Linked DNA regions of Arachis hypogaea: region 2 is linked to region 1. Evidence: chromatin contacts called from public Hi-C data. All regions are on one chromosome and are shown on one strand. The core of a region is the stretch at or near the end of the contact, and the rest is flanking DNA. Distances in the headings are between cores, read along the strand shown.

What was found. Hi-C and Micro-C count contacts between places; a contact is called where the count stands out from the background.
Region 2: a contact with region 1 is called in a Hi-C map of leaf, with 5 times the contacts expected there. The contact joins two enhancer-like sites. A contact is called at or near these places in 4 of 8 Hi-C or Micro-C datasets (leaf and an unstated tissue).

Annotation. Positions count from the first base shown.
Region 1 is chr5:7,103,410-7,108,147 of arahy.Tifrunner.gnm2.J5K5, forward strand. No RefSeq gene overlaps it. Among protein-coding and RNA genes, the nearest start is that of LOC114927740, 9.5 kb to the left of the region's middle. Within about 2 kb of position 2,217, at least 3 of the 3 cell types and tissues checked have open chromatin away from gene starts, as enhancers often do.
Region 2 is chr5:7,167,727-7,172,464 of arahy.Tifrunner.gnm2.J5K5, forward strand. No RefSeq gene overlaps it. Among protein-coding and RNA genes, the nearest start is that of LOC112800507, 17 kb to the left of the region's middle. Within about 2 kb of position 2,570, at least 1 of the 3 cell types and tissues checked has open chromatin away from gene starts, as enhancers often do.

The DNA.
Region 1 (4,738 bases), core at 967-3,466:
GGATATAGTGTCATTGACCCAATAATAGAGTGAGCTAGAGTAATATGACCAGCCATAAATAGACAGTTGGCTTTCCACCCTTTGAAGTTTTGTTTTAACTCGCTCAATAATGTAGTTGAAATGGCTCTTCCTCTTCCATGTATTATGGATAAAAGCTCTAAGATATCTTCTAATTTCTGGTGTTTCAGAGTATCCATTAATATTAATGATATTACTCCTCACCTCTTCAGGAACATTTTTTGAGAAAAATATGTTAGTTTTTGCCTGGTTTATTAGAGGACCAGACTCCTCACAAAAATCATTCAAAACACTTTGCATTTTTTTCATGTAATTGGGAGATGCCTCAGAGAATAAAATGAGATCATCCACAAACATTAAATGAGACACTTGTGGCCCGCTTCTGCCAGTTCGCATTGGGAACTAATTCCCTTTGTCCACGGCTTCCTCAATCATGTGAGACAATTTATCCATGCAAATAACAAATATATATAGAGATAGGGGATCACTTTGTCTGATCCCTCTAGTGGAAGTGAATTCTACTGATTTGCTACCATTCCAAAGAGTTGAAAGTGTGACAGAAGTGACACACCTCATAATGATATTACAAAGGATAGGGAAGATACTGAAATGGTTGATGAAATCATGAATAAATTTCAAGCTCAATCTGTCATAAGTCTTCGTAAGATCAATTTTGATGGACATAAAACCAAATTTACCTCTCATTCTTCTCATGGTATGAACCATTTCTTGTACCATGACAATATTATCGTGAATATTTCTCCCTGGGACAAAGCTAGAATGATATGGAGAGATGTGATCTTTGAAAAAGAGTTTTAGCTTTTCCACTGCAATTTTGGCCATCCCTTTGTAGATAACGTTGCATAAAGAAATTAGCTTGAATTGGGCTAAAAATTCAAGTTTCTTTATTTTAGGAATAAGGACTAACATGGTTTTATTCAGGGGCTTAACAATTTTTGGGTTCCTCTATAAGGTTGTAATCACCTGCTTAACATATTTTTGGATGCAATTCTAGTTATTCTAATAGAAAGTTCCTTGCAGACCATCTTCTTTTGGGGCCTTGAAGGCACCAATATTAAAAAATGCTCTCCTAATATCTTCCTCGTCAGGAGTTTTAAGAGAAGCTTCCACAATATCAACACTAATGCGAGGAAATGTTTTAGTACATGAAGTGCTTGCTATCGTGAAAATATATTCTAATTCTTTATGATCCAAGATTCTCTATAAATCATGGCCATTGAATTTTTGAATCGATGACTAAGATTTACAACTTTTATTAATAGTATAATAATTATATTTATATTTAAATATTTTTACAAATAACTCTATTTCAAAATTTCATTTTTGTCCTTTCTGCCCTCGTTCTTTCATTTTTTCTCCACCATCCCCTTTTCTGTCGCCGCTGAAAGGAGGAGTGCGACCGTCACGAGGAATCGCCGTCGTTATCATCTTCGCAGGCTGCCTCTGCATGCGCCGTCTTCGCTGCCTTTCATCTGCGTCTTGCCGTTGCCGTCTGTGGAACTGCTAGGCCGTTGCCGTTCGTCATTTCCAGTGTCGTCGGCAAGTCAAGAATGAGCAAAAGGGAGAGAGATCCATCACTGTCGATACTGTTTAGTGGAGGAGGAAGAACCGCGACGAGGAAGGGAAGCAAGAGCCGTCACGGTGGTCGCCATCACCGCGGTTGGATAGCAGTGGTCAGAGCCGTCGCTGATGGAGTTTATCGGAACTTCTGTCTGAGAAAATAATAATCGGTTCTAATATATGTTGGTAGTGCAATGAGAAATGTGATGATAACAATGGTTGTTGTTCGAAAAAGATGCGAGAAGAAAAAGAAGATGAGAATATTTATGTAATTTATTATTTTATTTTATAAATTTTTTTATTTAAACTACCAAATATCTAAAATATATTTTTTTTCACCAAAGACACATCCCTGAAACAAATGATAGAAGTCGTTGCTTCACTTTTATACTGTTTCCTTTCTAGGTGGGTTGACATTTGACAGGAGTGATTTATTTCTGTTTTTGGTACGTCAGTGTTGTTTTGGAAATGTTTTTTTTGGTCGTGTTGTTTTAGAAATTTAATCGAAGATTGTTGTTTTATTTTTCTTTTTTGGGTCTTATGTTTTTGGTATATAAAGGGGCCAAAGGCCCATTACTTTTTGGGTCTTTGCCCGAAGGCTACAGGGGCAGGGGCAACAATCTAAGTGCAACTCTATGGATCAGAGAGACCCAATCTACAAGTACAAGCACTAACATAAAGCCCATGCTTGCTTGCAAATATCCCTTCCCCTTCGGCCTACCTTATTATGTATCATTAACTACCCAGCATCCAACGCCAACCTCACCTCCCTTGGCAAATTAGAGGCCCATCCAATGTCCAAAGCCCCTGTATTTTCCAATTTTTCAACGGTGTTAGATATTTTGGGTCTACTGTGGGCTTTGCTCCATTGTTTCGTTGGGTACGTGGGCTTGCATGTTCCGACGCAATCCTAGCCCAATTAGAATTTGACAGGATGAAAAAAATTTTAAAGAAGAATACCTACAGTTTTGAAACACATGGATAATTGGGTAATATGTTTCAAAACCGTGACAATTTTCATGACAAAAAAAAAAAAACCGTGACAATTTGATAATTAGTTCTGAAAATAGTAGTAAATTGATTATAAAAGTCATTATTTTTAGAATGGGGATGATTAAACTTGAAATGGATTTGAATTTGATAAATTATTGTGTTTGAAATTAATTATATAAAATAGAAATGAATTTGAATTAAAAGTTGATATACTGATTTGATTTATATTATTATCTATTTTTTATCATACAATTTTTTTTATCACCATCAACGATTGCAGTTGGCTAGGGACGATGGCATCGGCTCACGATTTGCCGATGCTTATAGCCAAGGTCGGCTAGGTTCTCGGCGCAATTAATCGGCGACACCTGACAACCTTGTTTTCTACACCCTTATTTTTTTTATATTAATACCTAAAATGTAAAAATAATTTTTTATATTTTTAACACATCAAATTAACTTTATTCCGAAAAAGAATTTGATACTTGTCCACCGTCAGATTAAAAAAAAATGTAGTTTCATTGAGTTCGTGTTTCTTCCTTTCTTTTGGTCTAGGTAGTTTGCAGAGGAGTGATTAATTCTTTTTCGTGAACGAATTTGTGCAATAAATTAAGTAAAATGAAATGTAGTTGTTCCTAGCTTGGGTTAATAAAAAAAAATGTTAAAGAACCAACAAAATTTATAATGTGTAATTATTAATTAGTTATTATTAGTATTTTTAATAATATAAAATTATATCTAATAACATAAAATTATTTATTTTTTTATTAATTAAATATTGATTAAATTTTAATAAAAATATTATTTTTTTAGACTTAATAAAAATGTTGATTTCTAAACTTTACTTCTTCTGAAAAAAAAAATTCAGAAAAAGGGAGGGGGGGTGGAATTGAAAATCTTGAATGTTCCTTCTTAAATCACAGAGACTACACACTGCAGCACCATATATGTAAGAGGGAAGAAGAAAGATCAGAAAACTAGGAAAGAGGAAAAAATAAAAAATAGTCTATAAGTATATATCGGAAGAAAATGATAATTAAGAAGTGAGAGATTATAAAGAGATGAGATGACCTTAGTTTATATGATGGGGAGATTGATCATGTCATCTAAAATCTGAAAACCTTAATAACCTCTTTTGCAAGTTGGGGAGGGACTCTAATCTCTCAAGGGAAACTCCACTCTGCTTTGCCATGCTTTTTCTTTCACCTATATCACCAACCACCGTACTGTGACTTGTGAGCATCTCCATGGTCTTCTAGTTTCACCATTTTAATACTACTTTGTATCCAGGGTTTTCATTAATGGTATCTATGCACCTTCATTTCCATAAATTCTGATAAGAGCCTTCTCTTTTTATTATTATTATTAAAAAAAATACATTTTTTTTTAAAATAAATGATGTTTTTTTTTCTATTTGTAAAATATATATTTTCCTCTTTTATAATTTTTTTTAAAAAATTTTAATCTATTTTAAATTTTTTGTATGGACTAAAATTAACTTTATCCTTTTTAAAAAAAAACAATATTCTTTACGAAAATATCTTTCAATAAAATTTTATTTTTTTGTAATTAATTTCTTTTATCAAAATATTTTTTAACAAATTATTTTTTATTGATTAAATTATATTTTTACAAAAACTTTTTTAAAATTTTTTTAATGATTAAATTATTTTTTATAAGATAACAAATTATTTTTTTTCAAAAACACAAATGACAATCACCCTTTGCTTTTGAAGGTTATCCTTGGAGATCTATGCTTCTCCTTCTTCAGATGGCTTTCTTTTCAGATTTTTTTAAAATTTTTAAAAAAATATATTGGTATAAATATAATTAATAATAAAAAAATAATTTATTAAAGAATATTTCAAAAAACAAAATTTAATCACAAATAAATAAATTTTTATTAAAGAATATTTTTGTAAAAAATAATTTATTTAAAAAGATAAAATTAATGTTAGTTAACATGAAAAAATTAAAATAAATTAAAAATAAATTTTTAAAAAATTATAAGAGAGAAAAGTGTATATTTTACCAATAGAAAGAATAAGAATATTATTTTAGTATTTCTTAAAAAAAAGTAAAATTTTCTATTATTATTATTATTATTATTATTTCTTGACAGCTATATAATGCCACAACCATTCTT
Region 2 (4,738 bases), core at 1,320-3,819, 65 kb after region 1:
AAGCTTTTCTTAATGACTCTCTAACTAATGATCCTCCTTGTAATTTAAGTTTGGTATCTTCAAATCTTCACTAATTACAAAGATTTCTTGGGTCTGGGGCTGTTGTAGGCATTTGGCGCCACTTTGGTGGCGTTCAGCACCAGAACTGGCAGTGCTTGTGCACTGGTTTTGTCCTCCATGGGCACTAAACCCCAGACTCAGCATTTAGCACTCTATATGGTAGAGATTTCTGAAGAAATGTATAGACTATTATATATTGTTGGAAAACTCTAGAAGTTGACTTTCCAATGCCATTGAAATCACGTCAATTGGACCTCTATAACTCAAGTTATGTTTATTGGAATTCAAGGATGCCAGGGTTAACAACATCCACTTTCTTCCTTTGTTTTTGCATAAAATTATACCATATTCGCCCAAATTTCACGTAAAATAATAAAAATACTAAAACAATTTAAAGTACCATCTAAAGAGGATTTTAACTCTAAAATATAATTAAACTTACTAAATTCTAACTAAATTTAACTAGAAAATAGACAGAAAAAGGGTATAAGATGCTCACGTATCATATATAATGATCATTCCTTTGATCGAAAAAAAAAATTAAAACATATTTTCCTAATAGTGTGAATTCACTAGCGTCAAACCTTTTCTTTAATATTGGGTTTGTAGTGATATATCTCACCAAAATAATACAAAAAATATGTTTAATGTCGTCAAGGGAGATTGATAACTCATGCGAAAGTCCAAGCAAGGATGAATTATTGATCCATAAGAAGGAGTGTGAAATTAGGCACAAGAAGTTAGGCCAAGTCAAATAAAAGAGCCTAAGGTACCAAGAGTTAGGAAGCCTCCAATATAGATAAAAGACTATGTTAGCAAATGAAGGAAGGTACAACACGAGAATATTTCTTAATGCTAAGCTGGACAATTTTTTAGGAGAATGTGGAGGTATATTGTAAGGGAATCAGAATTACAATTCACGTATGCATGAATTGAGAGTTTCTTAGAGGAATTATCCCTGACTCAACGAACAGCTGCGTTCGTTTCCATTTTCTATCTTTTGTCTTTCATTCAACAATATTCATAATCTACTTTTTTTCATTCTGCTATTGTTCTTCTGTTTAATTACTTACCACTTGAAGGCTATCATTGGTGCTCTTGTTGAGAGAGATGGTGACTTCTGATGAACTCCGACATTAAGCGGAGCTTGCTGCCTTGCAATGGGGTCATGTGGAGATCTCCAATCAAGTGTCGGCCACCACTGAAAGGTTGGATGAGCTAGAGGGGTCTTTACAGAAGATCAGGGGGATACTGAAGGAAACATTAAAGCTTAAGAAGGTGGCGAGCGAGTCCAACGATGTGAAACAACTACAATTCTCATCAAACCGTAATGGTGTTGTCATAGGACACCAAGTTCAGCAGGGGAATCGACGGCTTCGACTGGAACTTCCCATGTTTGAACGTGAGAAAGTGGAAGAGTGGGTGTTTAAAGCAAGGGAGTATATCGAGTGGTATTCGGTGCTACCAGAGATGCGGGTTCGGATGCTTTTATTCCATCTGTCAGGAGCGGTTTACTCCTGGTGTCGTTGGGTTGTCAACACAATATTTACACACTTGGGAGATGTTCTTTGAGGCACTACTAGTGCGATTTGGGCAGAACCAGTTCTTTGATACCAAGGCAGCTTTTAAGGAGGTAAACAAACAACCACTATCGCTGAATACCAGATTCAATTCGAAGAATTTACTAATCAAGTAACTAGCCTGAGTGATGATTGGTTAATTTCTTTCTTTATTGTGGATTTCAAGATTATTTGAAATGTGAATTATTGTTAGCAAAATCCATCTCTTATGTCATTGCAATTTCATTAGCCAAATTGCATGAGTAAAAATATACTATCATTTCCTCTCCCAAGACACATCTCACGATTTCAAAAATTACTTCTACATCAACCCAACATTCTCAAACACTCTTTCATACAAACCACCTCAAAAACATATCAAATCCAATTTCTTTTAATCCACAGCACACAACCTTGCCTAATTTTAGAAATTCTAACCCACCCTTCAAGAAACTATCTGCTGCTGAAATCAAAGCAAAGAGGGAGAAAGGGTTGTGCTATTATTGTGAGGACAAATAGTCTCCAGGCCACATGTGTAAAACTTCTTGCTATCTATTTATTGGTGAAGAAGAGATGCACAAAATCTTACAAGAGTTAAAGCCTGAGGTAGTCCAGGCTGCAGGGGCTTATGAGACAATAACCGTGGATGCTGTCCAACCAGAATAAGCTTAAATGCAACGATGGACCAGTATCAACCCACTACTTTTCAACTGAAAGTTTCTTATAATGAGCAGTTGTGATGGTTTTGATTGATGGAGGTAGTTACCATAATTTTGTATAGGCAAGTGTAGCAGAAAGGTTGAATCTTCCAATCAAACAGACCACTCCTTTCTAAGTATTAGTGGACAATGGGGATGTGATTGGGTGTTAAGCCTATTGTGACAATGTGCCTTTAATCATGCAAGGATACTAATTTACTATCAACACCTTTGTATTGGACCTCCAAAGGACTGATGTGGTATTTGAGGTGTAGTGGTTCATGTGTTTGGGCTATGTGATGACACAATATGGGCTACTTACCATGGAGTTTGTGGTAAACGTCTTGAATATTAAATTGCAAGAAAAATGACTGCTAAAATCAGAAGCCATTAGTAAACAAGATGCTTTAGAGAATGGTGTCTTTTGAGATTGTCACTACACTTTATCAGTTGAAGGTGATAAGTGCAGACGAACAGGAGTCAACCCCATTTCTGCAGAAATTCAGCAGGTGCTGAATGAACACAACAATGTTTTTGAGGATCCAACTCATCCACCACCATGAAAGGAGATTGATCACACCATCACCCTCACATCGAGAGCACAACCAGTGAGTGTTCACCCTTATAAGTATCCACATTTTCAGAAAGAAGAGATTGAACATTTAGTAGCTAAGATGCTGGATGCCGGGGTGATTTGAGAAAGTCAGAGTGCATTCTCTAACCCAATATTGCTGGTAAAAAAGAAGGACGGGTCTTGAAAATTCTATGTCAATTATCGGACTTTAAATGCGATTACTATTAGGGATAAATTCCCTATTCCTACGATTAATGAGGTCTTAGATGAACTATTTAGTGTAGAGTATTTTTCCAAAATTGATCTGTGGTTTGGTTACCACCAAATTCGAATGAGTGATAACTCCATTCCTATGACAGATTTTCAGACACATCAAGGTCATTACGAGTTTGTTGTGATATCCTTTGGACTCACTAACACTCCATCAACATTTCAGGTCATTATGAATAAAATTTTTCAACCTTACTTTCGCAAGTTTATCACTCTATTTTTTGACAACATACTTGTTTATAACAAGATGTGGGAAGATCATGTATACCACCTCGGGTTGACACTCACTCTCTTAGCCTAACATCAGCTTTTGACCAAGAGATTCAAATGTCTCTTTGGCCAAACACAATTTGATTATCTCGGCCACATTGTATGTTCGGAAGGGATGAAAGGTGATCCCACTAAAATTGAGGCAATTCAAGCATGACTTAAACCTACTTCTCTTAAGCAACTGCGCGGGTTCTTTAGTCTAACGGGCTACTGTCGAAACTTTGTCTCGAAGTATGCTTAGATATCTTACCCGTTGACAAAACTCTTTAAGAAACACAATTTTCACTCGGGGTGTAGAGGCGGATCAGGCCTTTGAACAATTGAAGGCAACAATGGTGCATACACCCATTTTGGCTTTGCCAGATTTTTCAAAGCCATTCATAGTGGAGACCAATTCATCTCACAAGGGAATTAGTGTGGTATTAACACAAAAATGGGCATCATCTCGCTTATTTTAGCAAGAAATTGAATTACAAAATGTACTTGGCCTCCGCGTATATTAGAGAGCTATACGTAATTATTCAAGCCGTCGGCAAATGGCCATTACTTGCTAGGAAGGAAATTCGTTAATAAAATTGATCATCAAGGTTTAAAGGAGCTGATGACTCAGGTGGTACTCACACTAGACCAGCAGTATTATCTTGCCAAACTATTGGGGTATGACTTCGAAATTGAATATAGAGCTTGACACTTAAACCAAGTGGCTGATGCATTGCCCCAACACCCTAATTCAGACACTCCCTATGTCTTTCGCAGCCTTACGACATTGAAGAATTCACTTCTTAACTCACTCAAGGATGCTAACATGCATTTCCCCTATATGTTGCAACTACACCAGCAATTACACGAAGGACGACTTACTACGGACTATGAAGTGAGAAATGTTGATGTTGTACAAGGGAAAGATTTGGGTGCCAAATTACTCCGGATTAAGGGAACTATTACTGCAAGAGTTCCATGCTTCAGTGCGAGGGGACCATGAAGGGTTGCCTAAAACTTACAAGTCACTTGCTGATCTTTTCTTTTGGCCAGGTATGCGTAGTAATGCTCAAAAGTTTGTTGAGCGTTGTGTGGATTGTCAAATAACCAAGTATGTTCTGGTTACACCCCAAGGGATCTTACAACCACTACCTATTCCAGAGAGACCATGGATGAAAATCTCCTTAGATTTTATTATTTAATTACCTAAATCTATTGGGTACACGATGATTTTGGTATACGGCGATTTTGGTGGTGGTGGATAGGTTCAGTAAAGTGGAACATTTCTCTACTTTAAAACCTGGATTCACAGCGTGAGAAACAGTGGT